Regions from separate parts of the Pan troglodytes genome. Here region 1 is linked to region 2. Evidence: chromatin contacts called from public Hi-C data. All regions are on one chromosome and are shown on one strand. The core of a region is the stretch at or near the end of the contact, and the rest is flanking DNA. Distances in the headings are between cores, read along the strand shown. Region 1 has its middle 190 kb from the start of ARHGAP28. Region 2 has its middle 55 kb from the start of LAMA1.

Region 1 (6,544 bases), core at 587-3,086, 260 kb before region 2:
TCTGGAGAGTTTCCTTGGTCACAACACCAAATAGCAGTCACTTGTTCATCTTTTGAACACACTGTGATGTCATGCAGAGATTTCAAAGTGCACTTCCGGGAGTAAGGCAGGGCCAAGCACAGTTGTTGTCCTCAGCAGTTTACAGAGGGATGAGTCTGGGGAGTTAATCTCGGTGGTCTTTCTGTGCCTACCAGAGCTAGAACCAGAACTCTATGTCAATACATTGCGCTACCCAACCAGTTGAGGAGAAGTCTTTTCTGTTTCAGGACAGAAATGTTACAAAGACCATAGTTTGAAAAGATACATCCTAAGATCGGCCATTCTTTTCCTAAAAGCAATGCTCTCAAGCAAACATTTCATGTCACCAGGTTCCCAGGGGAAAGGAGGTAGACAGCCTGCAGTCAGATTTTCACAGAGATAGAGAAAAGATTATGTTAACCTTTTATGCAGTCCTTCCACCATGTGACGTAGGTTCAATCCACGTAATATACAAATATGCAAAGTGATATACATATGAGAACCAGCATTTGACTTTTTCTATGGGACAGTAATATCCCTTTCACCTCTTGACCAATCCAATTACTTAATGTCCAAGTAATCTTAATAGGACTCCAATATTTTTATCCTGGGAATTATGGGCGTAGTTACATCAAATAACTGCATGACAATGTTTAACATATCAAATTATAGTACAGCTAATTTTTTTGGTTTTCAAGCCATGTTTCACTTTTATTTTAAAAAATAAATCTAGTGGTGTATATTTAAGGTGTTCAACATGATATTATCTATCTAGTGAAATGGTTACTAGAGTACAACAGATTAATATATCCATCATCTCACATAGTTACCCGTTTTTCCATTTTTCCGTTTTTCCGCCTTGTGGCAAGAGCAGCTATGATCTACTGATTTTGCAAAAATCCTTAACACAACACACTATAGAAACTACAGTCCCGATGTTGTTCATTAGATCTTTTGATTTGTTCCTCCTACATACTTGCTACTTTGTATCCTTTGACCTAAAAGGGGACACTTGCTAACCTGGGGACAGCATAATTATTGCTCAGTTTAGCAAGTATTCTCTTTTAAACATTCCAATTTAGCACGTTTCAAACTGGATTTTTAAATCTTTATGCCCAAATCCGTTCCACCCACATTAAAAAAAAATCTCAGTTAACAGTGGCTTTTTCAGTTTCTCAAGTCAGAAATCTTGGAGTCCCCTTGACGACTTTCTTCTTGTCACATCCCACACCAGCCCCTTAGCAAGTGCGGGGTGACCCAGTTCAAGGCACTGTCATGAACACAGGATGACCAGGTTCTTCTGGCTTGCACTTTCAAACCTTTAGACGATCACTTTTTGCCTCTTAAACAGCTTTCTTATATATATTCTGCTTTCCCGGTATTCGTCGCTAGACGGCAGCAGAGGATTTTGATTGGATTCCAAATTGGTTGGTTAAAGCAGCCTGAGCTGCTCAGAGGGAGGTTGTGGTTGTGTGTTGTGGTGTTGTGTGGTTGTGGTGTGTGGTTGTGGTTATGTGTGGTTGTGTGTGGTTTTGTGTGGTGGTGGTGTGTGGTTGTGTGTGGTTGTGGCAGTGTGGGGGTGGTGGTGTGTGGTTGTGGAGGTGTGTGGTGTGGTTGTGGTAGTGTGTGGTGGTGGTGGCGTGTGGTTGTGGTGGTGTGTGGTTGTGTCGTCCTTGCTGTTGCCTTACTCGTCTTGGAACTCTTCAGCCGGCAGAGGAGAGAGAGGTTCTTCAGACCGTCCTCATACCTGGGGACTAGTGGGTGGCTGTGCTGCCCGAGGCTTTAAAGCTTTGTCTTGCATCCGCGGGCCACTCTGGAGGTCGGGCGCCCGCAACCCTGCGCCACGCCGTCCTGGGCTTGCCGACGCTCGGCCCCTGCAGCTCCGTCCGCCCGCGGGCTGCCTTTGCTTTGCCTCCCTGTGTGGCTGGGAACCAGCGGGGCGGGTGCCATCGTCCGGCCTCACCCCCTACCCTGGGTCCTGCACGTGGGCACTGCGGGCTTCTGGGCCACCTCCGCCCTTGCAGCGCAGAGGGCCCCGTGGTCTTCGTCAGCGCTCAGTCAAGGTGAGTAAGGGCAGGCAGTCTCTTTTTGAGTCTCTTCGTTTCTGACACCTGTAAACAAAGGTGAACCCTAAAGAGCCACTCCTTCAAGAGGCACCCAGATGGCCAGCTGGGCCTACATTTTGAATAGAGCCACGCAGCCATCTGCAGTTGACTAGAGGTCACCCTGAGTCCCCAGACCACCCGCACTTCTGCTGTACTTTGCCACATGCTGCGCTCACCTGAACCAGCCAAGAAGATCTCAGCTGTATCAACCAATCAACCAGAGCTCAGCTGTATTGACCAATCACAACTAGGCAAGTTTGAATCTTTTATTTGCATAAATGAACATGATTGGGCACCTGGGCAGGCACTGTCACTATAAAACCAGAGCCCTCCCTTTGTACTCTGGAATGTACCTTCCTTTAAGGCTGTATCTCCCAGGTTTGCAAACTGTTCACTGGAATAAGCCTCTTTCCTCCAAATTCCTTTTCAAACGACTTTTGTTCACAAACCCCACACAAACAGCTTCATCCCATAGGGTTAATTTACTTCCCTGGATATAGCTCCTGACTTTGGCAGAGAATGGCCCTGAATGATAACTAAGCCCATGCACTCCATGCACTATCTCTATCCTTTCTCTTTCTTGGCGGATCCAAATGCTAGGTTTGGAAGAGTAATGGCAATTGTCATCCTATGGTAATATTTCCTGCCCTGTTACTGGTATTTTTTCTGTTCCATAGCTAAGAAAGCTGTCATTCCTAGTTAATTGATGGCTTCAAGGGCATATTTAGAGGTTATCTACTCCTATGTTCTTGACTAGGAAATGCCTGCTGTCCCCTTCTGGCCATCCTGGAAGGTTCTGGCCCTGAGCTGGGTTGCAATCTCTTCCACTAGATCAGCTTGGAACCCTGCTGGCATGATCTCAGTTCCAAAGACATCTACAAAATGTTGTTTGACAGCAAAGCACACAGCAGATGGAAAAGAATCAGGAGCTCCAGGGAAGCTGGAGGCTCTATTAGACACATTTCTCTCTTCTTCCCAGCAGTAAATTACACCTTCTCTGACCAGAAAGAAGTTGGAAAGGGATACATGGGAGGGGACACCCTTGAAAAATTTATCTGAATTTTGCCAACTAACAATCACTTGCATAGTCTTACAGGCAATGACATCTTATTTATGACCTTTTATGTTATATAACACATACAGCTCATTTTCGGTAGTTGCTCTGCATTTGCATAACATTTCTATCACTGCATAGCAGTGAGCTTTGCTATAGTCCTGAGCTCCATTTCCTTAGACATTGGAAACAGGCTTCTCTACCACACAGTTCTGTGTCACTACAATAGGACCACAAAAACCTTAGCCATAGAAGGAAATCATTGATAAATTGGATCCATACAATTTAATATTTTTGCTCAGTCAATAAACTGTTAAAGGAAAGCTATAGATTAGGTGAAGAATGTGTGTGTTTGTGTGTGTGTGTATAATTCACAGAATATGTAAAGAACTCTAACAAATTACTGATTTTAAAAAGATAATTTTTTAATGGACAAAAGACTTGAACACTTCACAAAAGTATAGAAATAGACAACATGCATAAAAAGATACTCAACATCATCAGTCATCAGAGAAATGCAAATTAAACCACCAGGTGATAGCACTATGCAACCACAAGAATACTCAACATTGGCTGGGCACGGTGGCTCATGCCTGTAATCCCAGCACTTTGGGAGGCTGAGGCAGGTGCATCACAAGGTCAGGAGATCAAGACCATCTTGGCTAACATGGTGAAACCTCGTCTCTACTAAAAACACAAAAAATTAGCCAGGCGTGGTGGTGGGTGCCTGTAGTCCCAGCTACTTGGGAAGCCGAGGCAGGAGAATCACTTCAATCTAGGAGGCAGAGGTTGCAGTGAGCCGAGATTGCACTACTGCACTCCAGCCTGGGTGACAGAGTGAGACTCGGTCTCCAAAAAAAAAAAAAAAAAACCATACTCAACATTAAAAAGAGACATAATACCAAGTGTTGGCAAGGACATACAACAACTGGCATTCTCATACATTGCGGTTGGGAGTATAAAGTAGCAGAACTACTTTGGAAAACTGGCAATATAGTATAAACATAACCATGTACCTACCCTATAACCTAGAAATCAACTCCTAAGATATTACCCAAGAGAAATTAAAACACATCCACACAAATACTTGTGCAAGAATGTCCACTGAAGTTTTATTCATAACAGACAAAACTTGGAAAAGGGTTAAGTACACTTGGTTAATTCATATAATGGAGTATACTCAACAATAAAATAAAATGAATTTAGAGCACATGCAACAATATGAATTTCAAAAACATGTTGCATGCAAAAAGTCAAACATGAGTCCATACTGACAAAGGTTTTCTTTGACCTAACTCCAGTGAGGCCCTCTAAGCCCTCAAAGCGTAAACTTTAGACTGTCCTTGGTTCATTTAGGTGAGTTACAATCTTGTTGGGTCAGTTTATCGAAAATCCCCCACCATTCTTATCTGATCAAATTCCACACCCCCCACGCTTCATATCTTCCCATCCTGGCCTGCCTTGAGCAAAGATGCTGTTGAGCTCCTCTAACAAAAACCTCCCTAGCTTTGATGTTTCCTCTTAGTAATTTTCCATCCACTGAGCCCCACCCTGCTCCTCGGCTAGAAACCCCCAGTTGTCCTTGTTGTGTTCAGAGTGGAGCCAAACCTTTCTTCCCTACTGCAAAACCCCATTATGGAGGTCCCCCATGTTAAAATCTGCCTTATCATCTTTAATGAGTGTCATGAATAATTTTTCTTTAACAATGCATGATTCCACTTACATGAAATTCAACAGCAGGAGAAACTAATCTATGGAGATAGACATTAGAAAAGTGGGTCGCTTGGAGCAGGGGCCGACTGGAAATGGGCATGGGGTAATTCCCCTGGGCTCTCCATGATCAGGCCCAACCTACTTTGTCCTTTTTCCTCTCCCATTGCTGCACAGCAGGGTCCCTCTGCTTCAGTCAAGAGGTTAGATCTGCCATGCCTTCACCACCCACCCATCCCCACAGTCTCATCCCCACAGTGACAGCACTTTGTGAACTGGGCTGCTCTACCACAAAGGCTGCCAGCACACATTCTGCAGATCCTGGTTACAGATGGCATCTTAACAGATGCCCATATCATTCACTCCATCCCACTGTACAAGTTAGCCCTTCATTTTGTAGTGTTTTAAGGTTAAAAACACATATGCCTCTTGATCCTTGCAATTTTAATAAAGCACTCTCTCCATTTTCACCTCAACATCCAGTCCAGGTGAAAGGTTACAATTGATAAATATCTGTTGATGAATGTTCAACATCTAATCATGTATCACTCCTAAATAGCATGAATATTGTTAGAGACAGCTGCATGGACAGACCAAATGGGAAATGAATGCCTTATTGTAGAAGGCCTATTTGTTGGACCCTATTCTCCAGGTCCAAGAAGTCTTTGTCTTTGACACAAAATGAAGTTACTCCTGGCCCACTTGTGGTACTTCTGTGGACTTATTCAAGGGGTTGACAAACTTTAGAAAGGCCTAAAGAAATTGTAATTGAATACAACTTCCTTCTTTCATTGTTCTGCTCCTTCTGAAATGTAGGGGACTGCCACTCACTAGCATCCTTTGTCCGGAACACATTCCCACTCCGGGAACTTAAGAGGAAACAGCCGGCCTGCATGCAATGTCAGGGTGAATTGAGAACATCACTGTCTTAGTCCATATGTGTTGCTTTAAAGGAATACCTGAGGCTGGGTAATTTATAAAAATAGGTTTATTTGACTCGTGGTTCTGCTGGCAACAGCATCTACTTCTGGTGAGGGCTTCCAGGAGTTTCCACTCATGGCAGAAGGGGAGCCAGTGTGTGCAGACATTACATGATGAGACAGGAAGCAAGAGAGACAGAGGGGAGATGCCAGGCTCTCTTTAATAACCAGCTCTGGAGGGAACTGATTATGTGAGAACTCACTCATTGCCATGAGAACAGCACCAAGCCGTTCATGAGTGATCCACCCCCATGACCCAAACACCTTCCACCAGGCCCCACCTCCAACACTGGGGACTAAATTTCAACATCAGGTTTGGAGGGTCAAATATTCAAACTATAGCATCAGCCAAAATTATAGCTGCAGGGAAATTAGAAGAAAAACTGGCAAGATGAAGAAAGATTTAGTGGAATATAACACATTAGAGAATAAAAAGGGGAGTCTATAGGGTGCAATTATAGTTGATTGTATGTTTTTGCATAATTGGTTTGTTCAATTAACTGTTATGGGAATTTTACTGAGGATTTTAACATCTGAATACAATAGTTGAAAGTGTTCTGTAAGTGTCTAACAATTTCCTTACCTTGTTTGGGAGTCAGGATTATAACAGCCTTGATAAATGTGTAGGGAAGCTTTCTTCTTGCCTTTCGGGAAAAAGCGCATTAAGTGTTTGAGGG
Region 2 (6,630 bases), core at 2,265-4,764:
CCTCACCCTCCCAAGCAGCTGGGATTACAGGTCCCACCACCATACCCGGCTAATTTTTTTTATTTTTAGTAGAGATGGGGTTTCACCATGTTGGCCAGGCTGGTCTCAAACTCCTGACCTCAGGTGATCCACCCGCCTTGGCCTCCCAAAGTACTGGAATTATAGGTGTGAGCCACCGCGCCCAGCCCTAAAGTCTTTTTTAATCTAGAATATTGAGGAGCCCTGCGGGGCCCTGCAGGACACCTCTCCTGGATGTGTCTGGGGGCCACTCCATGGAGGTACTTCTTGATTTTCCCACTCTGGTGTCTGCAGCAACTGAGAATTAGTTCTTTTTTTTTTTTGAGATGGGAGTCTCACTCTGTCACCCAGGCTGGAGTGCAGTGGCGTGATCTCGGCTCACTGCAAGCTCTGCCTCCCGGTTCATGCCATTCTGCCTCAGCCTCCCAAGCAGCTGAGACTACAGCCACCTGCCACCACACCTGGCTAATTTCTTGTATTTTTAGTAGAGACGGGGTTTCACCACGTTAGCCAGGATGGTCTCGATCTCTTGATCTCGTGATCCGCCCGCCTCCGCCTCCCAAAGTGCTGGGATTATAGGCATGAGCCACGGCGCCTGGCCTAGTCACTGCATTCTTTGTCTTTTCCCGATGGTGCTATATTTGGCCTGTTTATCTAGACTCACCCAAAATAAGAAAAGTCCTGGATCAATTGAACACTAGGGAGGAGGTCAAAACCCCTCTCCTATGGAAAGTTCCTTGAAGCAGTGGGAGCCTCCAAGTTCACTGCCAGGCAAACTGTCACAGACACCAAGGAACAGAGAGGCTCACAGGTTAAAGTACAGTGTTTGAAACACACTGCTTATTAAATGAATTGGAAATACGGGACAAAAAGCAAGGAGAAAGAGACAGGATAGGTAACAACCCTGGAGACACAGGGCTACCAGGGCGGAAGAGCCACACTCCTCAGCCTTGTCCTCTCCCCTCACTCCCAGCCCCCACTGCCGGCCTTCTCCTTGTTGCTGTGCTTTTGGGAGCCAAAGCACAGGATGATCAAGTGCCTATGGCAAATGCTTCTTGAGCAGAGGGGCCACGGAGGCAGAATGGGTCTCCCCACTAGATGCAGACTTCAGCCTCATTAATACCGGGTACCTGCCGAATATATGAGCTTCCCGAATCTCAGCTCTGAAATAAAACATGACTTGTAAAACAGGAGGCCAGCCTGTGAGCTGTAGTTTGCTGATAAGATCTTTAGAAAGACTGCATGAAGATATTATCCAGCTTGATTACAAAGTTTTTTGGTGGCCCCTTAAGTTTTGTGCCAAGTGGAGCTCCTCAGCGCCTCACTAACCTGGCCCTGAGGGGTGGAGCCACGACTGGGACGCAGACAGCCTGGCCCACTAGTCCAACAGACCCCAAAGCCCCCGACAAAGTAGTTCCTGTGGTTTACTTGGGAGACCTTGGGAGGTGAGTCAAGCATTCCTTCATCTGCCTCTGCCGGCCAACGTGAATACACCTCTATACACAGCAGGCACTGTGTCATCGTTAAGATGTGCAAACAGATGGCGCAGCATTAGGTACCTTACCTCCGTCTGCACAGCTAGCTAGCTTGGGTCTGACCCTAGGACTCTGTTGCCAAAGCCAAACTGTGGTAAACATATGTGGTGTCTTCAGCTGAAACTAGACAAACATAGGCCTAGAATAACGGTTTTACCCTGAAAAGAAACCAAACATACACAGAAAGGGTAAATAAAGGCACAGGCAGGGAGGGGAGAAACAAGAGGCGTGGGAGGGGAGCAACTGGCAGAGGAATGGAGACGGGGTGGGGAAGGGGAGGTAAGAGAGATGGGGGAAGTGAATGGGAGGCCCCTTAGGGATGCCGTTCATAGCAGAGGGCTCCAGAATTGAGCGTGTGTGGTTTTGCATGCGCTCTCCATGACAGCCCTGTGAAGCACACGGAAGAGACTGCAGGCGGGGAGCTGTGAGGCTGGACATGCGGCAACCTGCTTGCCCAAGGATATGCCGGGAGGTGAGCCTGGGTCTCTCAGGCCACGCCTGCGGCACATCTGATTTCTCCATGAATGCTGAAGTCCTTTGAGGGCTGAGAATAGATTCTGATAAGATTAACAGCAAGAACTTGCTATCTTCCAGGCCTTGAGGTGAGGCAACTATCCCCAAATCTCACACACCATAAGCGACAGAGCCCTGGAGAGCCCAGGCAGACCAGCTCTGCTTGGCCACGCTGCCTCATCCGCCTCTGGACCAGGGCTTTCTTGTACCAGATTGAGAACTGGGACTGTCTACACCACACAGCTCACTGTCTACATGAACGTGACTTCACTGGCGTGTTTGTCCTCGTCAACATGAGTTTACTATTCCAGAAAACTCTTGCCACAGAGCTGTAGATAACTTTATCTTTTCAGCGTCTTCTGGAAAGACCCATCAGCTTTTCAATACAAAACATCAAACCCTCTCAAGTCTCTTTTAACCCTGCCTCAGAATCACCGGTTTGCTGTGTCATCCCGAAATCCTCACCTATTACAACATGGTCCTCACCCAAGCCTAATCAAGGCCCCATTCAATGGGAAAACCCACCTGGAATCAGACTTCAGCATCTCAATAAAAATGCCAGCTTTGTCCTCCTGCCTCTGCCTCATCTTCCTTAGAGTCAGAATCTACAGGGCTTTGTGTGTTTATCAACAGATTGTTTCGGTGACACCTTGGGGAGTTAGCATTTGATAACACAGAAAGAAAAGAGAAAAGGGAAATTAAAAAAAAATTGGGGGTCAGGCACTGTGGCTCACGCCTGTAATCCTAGCACTTTGGGAGGCCGAGGCGGGTGGATTGCCTGAGGTCAGGAGTTCCAGACCAGTGCGGCCTACATGGTGAAACCCCGTCTCTACTAAACATACAAAAAAATTAGCCAGGTGTGGTGGTGTGCGCCTGTAGTCCCAGCTACTCGGGAGGCTGAGGCAGGGGAATTGCTTGAACCAGGGAGGTGGAGGTTGCAGTGAGCCGAGATCACGCCACTGCAATCCAGCCTGGGAGACAGAGCGAGACTGTATCAAAAAAAAAAAAGAAAAAAAAAAAAAGAAGAAGGACTGTGGGGACATTTCACAAGGGACAAGTGATTATGCCATCTCCCAGTAGTGAAATTCCACCATTTGGGCATGGTGCCCAGATGACACCTGGGACTTTTTTGCAGTTTAGCAGAAGTGGCGGCTGGCCCTGGAATCCAGGGCTGCATTTGCCACCCTTGGGCTCCTTGCATGGGAAGTTGCCGATTCCTAGGAAAGCTATAGTTTCCCTCCTGTGCCCCGAAGGGAATGTTGCATCTGCTGCAATTTGCCTTTGACAGGAAAACACTCCCTCCTTCAGCACCCCACACCCACACCCTCTCCCTTGTCTTCCAACAGTGCCTGGGCAAGGAAGCCTGGGCTCTGCAGCTGGGGCCTGTGCTGCTCTCGGTGTCCTTGGCCTCTAAGCCACAGTGACTGTCACCCTGGTCATTGATCACTGCTGCCATCTGCTGCCACCACCCTCTTAGGTCAGCTGGCCCAGTGTCTCCCTGCTGGCCTGGCCCCACCTCCCTCTCCAAAGAGCGGAAGCCAACTGTGACTCCATGCGCTCCCCAGCCGGGGCAGTTGCTCTGCTGTGTCGGCCTATGGGGCCCAGGTTTTTCCCTCATAGCAACCACTGTCCCCCTCAGCTCATCCTCCCGCATGTGAGTGGCCTTCTGGACCCTCCATGTGGCCCACGCCAGGATTAGGGACCCGCCGGGCATCCCAGGAGCTGAGGGAGAACTGGGCAGCTGAAGATGTGTCCTTCCATGCCCAGTGATGCTACGGATTGCACACTAACAGGAACCTCATGTTGGATCAAGAATGCTAAGAGGTTTTCTGCCCAGAATCCCAATGGGAAGCAGGACAAGGGAGCTTCTGCCCTCAGCGCCCATCAGCCTGTTCATAGTCAGGCCACAACCCGGTGGCCAGGAGGGACAGTCAGGCCTGTCTCAGTCTGCTGCAGGTGTCATAGCAAAGAATCATGGGCTAGGAGGCTGAAGCAACAGAAACTTATTTCCTCTCAGTTCTGGAGGCTAAAGTCCAAGACCAAGGTGTTGGCAGGGTTGGGTTCTGGTGAGGTCTCTCCTTGGCTTGGATGGCTGTCTTTTCCCTGTGTCCTCAATGGTCTTCCCTCTGTGTGGGTCTCTATGTCCAAATTTCCTCTTCTTACGACATCAGTCAGATTGGATCAGGGCCCACCCTAATGACTTCATTTTACCTCGATCCCCTCTTGAAAGAGCCCCCTGCAAACACAGCCATATTCTGAAGCACTGGGGTTTGGACTGCAGCAGATGAGTTGGGGAACACAGTTCAGCCCTTAAGAGACCCCTTCTCTACCGTCTCCCCCGAGCTCCAGCCTGTTCCCTGCACGAGCCAGTAGCTCCCATTGTCCCTCCTTTCTCTTTCTAGATGGAAGTTTTCTTAACATTTCTCTTTTTCTTTTTTCTTTTCTTTGAGCTAACATCTCATTCTGTCACCCAGGCTGGAGTGCAATGGTGCCATCATGGCTCACTGCAGCCTCAACCTCCCAGGCTCAAGCAATCCTCCCGCCTCAGCCTCCCAAGTAGCTGTGACTACAGGCTTGTGCCAGGTTCCTTTTTGTACTTTTGGTAGAGAGGGGTTTCACCATGTTGCCCAGGCTGGTCTCAAATGCCTAGGCTCAAGCCATCCGCCTGCCTTGGTCTTCCAAAATGCTGGGATTACAGGTGTGAACCACCATGCCCGGTCACATTTCTCTTTCTTTCTTTCTTTTTTTTTTTTTTTGAGACAGAGTTTTGCTCTTGTTGCCCAGGCTGGAGTGCAATGGCGTGATCTCGGCTCACCGCAATCTCCACCTCCTGGGTTCAAGCGATTCTCCTGCCTCAGCCTCCCCAATAGCTGGGATTACAGGCATGTGCCACCACACCCAGCTAATTTTGTATTTTTAGTAGAGACTTGGTTTCTCCATGTTGGTCAGGCTGGTCTTGAATTCCCAACCTCAGGTGATCCGCCTGCCTCAGCATCCCAAAGTGCTGGGATTACAGGCGTGAGCCACCGCGCCCGGCCCACATTTCTCTTTCTGATCTACCTTCCCCACTTCCAAAATGGTCTAGTGACTGCTATGGGACGTGACTTCCAGGGGAAAGAAGTGAGAAATCCATTAGTTAAACGTTTTCGACGAATCATCCTCCTTACCTTCAAGTGAGACTGAGGATACCCACAGATAGGCCTGGAAACTGAGTTGAGGAAAAAGGAGGTTGATAAAAAATGGAGCGTGCAGGAGCAAACACGGGGACCCTGAGAGCAGATGTGCTCCAAGAAGATTCTAGAATTGGGGGAAGACATCCAAATGCGCTGAGATTCTGCAGTTACAAAACGGGTTTATCAAGCCAACAAAAATTCATCTGTCAGTATTCATATAACCTCCTGGTGAGGGCTGGTGAGGGCTGGGTATAACCAGGATTTTTTGAATTGGATTGAAAAAGAGAAAAAAGTAAAAAGTAGGCCTTGTTGATTGACAACATTTTCATGGCCGTTTATTCTTTAATAAGCAGTTTTGGGGCCATTCATCATGTAACTCTTAACCTACTCTCCCTTTCAACTTTAATGAAATGTGTTCCTTGTATGGAATTTTCATAATTTTACTTTCTCTGTTAGAGAAGTTGTTAGGATTTGATGATGAGCTGTAAGCCAGCTGAATATTCTTCAGAAGTTTTCAAGGTATCTGATTGAGTTTATCGGCTTCTTTTTCCTAGCTGCTTTGCTGTCTCTCTGAATGATTACAGAGTTCTTTCATAATTGTGCCAAGTATGAAATGATAATGAACCACTCCTAATCAGAAAGTAGCTTCACAGACCAGGCAGAGGCCAGCACTGGTTTACTGAGTAATGAAGGACCAACGGCTCCCCTTAGCGACATAATGGGGGTACTACCTGCTCACACTAGCTAACAGGAACCCTGTGAAGTAAGCACAAATTCAGATTTAAACCTCATTTTATTGCAGATTTTTACAGGCAGAATAAAAAACTGTAGGTGAAAATATTAATTATCAATTAGGAAGAAGTTACATAATATATTTGTTATTCTTTTTGTAACTGAAAGACTTTATACTATCATGCATACATTTAAATAATGAAATCTGAATAAACAGATAAAAGTGAATCTAATTATCTTAAAACACTCACTCAACATCAAAATATAATCTCCAGGGTTTATTAAAAGAATAGCTTATTTTGCTAGACTACTGGTAAGAATAAAATATTATTGTGTCCGGAATTGGTGGGTTCTTGGTCTCACTGACTTCAAGAATGAAGCTGCGGACCCTCGCGGTGAGTGTTACAGCTCTTAAGGTGGCGCATCTGGAGTTTGTTCCTTCTGATGTTCGGATGTGTTCGGAGTTTCTTCCTTCTGGTGGGTTTGTGGTCTCGCTGGCTCAGGAGTGAAGCTGCAGTCCTTGGTAGTGAGTGTTACAGCTCTTAAGGCGGCACATCTGGAGTTGTTCGTTCTTCCCGGTGGGCTCTGGGCTTGTGGTCTCACTGGCTTCAGGAGTGAAGCTGCAGACCTTTGTGGTGAGTGTTACAGCTCATAAAGGC

Evidence for each region. Hi-C and Micro-C count contacts between places; a contact is called where the count stands out from the background.
Region 1: a Hi-C map of induced pluripotent stem cells shows a contact between it and region 2, with 3 times the contacts expected there. The contact joins two enhancer-like sites. A contact is called at or near these places in 3 of 7 Hi-C or Micro-C datasets (induced pluripotent stem cells and stem cell-derived neural progenitor cells).

The regions. Positions count from the first base shown.
Region 1 is chr17:23,972,088-23,978,631 of NHGRI_mPanTro3-v2.0_pri, reverse strand. No RefSeq gene overlaps it. Among named protein-coding and RNA genes, the nearest start is that of ARHGAP28, 190 kb to the left of the region's middle. Within about 2 kb of position 1,836, at least 2 of the 24 cell types and tissues checked have an H3K27ac peak or open chromatin away from gene starts, as enhancers often do. A contact at or near this core is called in induced pluripotent stem cells, where this site is marked.
Region 2 is chr17:23,717,500-23,724,129 of NHGRI_mPanTro3-v2.0_pri, reverse strand. No RefSeq gene overlaps it. Among named protein-coding and RNA genes, the nearest start is that of LAMA1, 55 kb to the left of the region's middle. Within about 2 kb of position 3,514, at least 2 of the 24 cell types and tissues checked have an H3K27ac peak or open chromatin away from gene starts, as enhancers often do. A contact at or near this core is called in induced pluripotent stem cells, where this site is marked.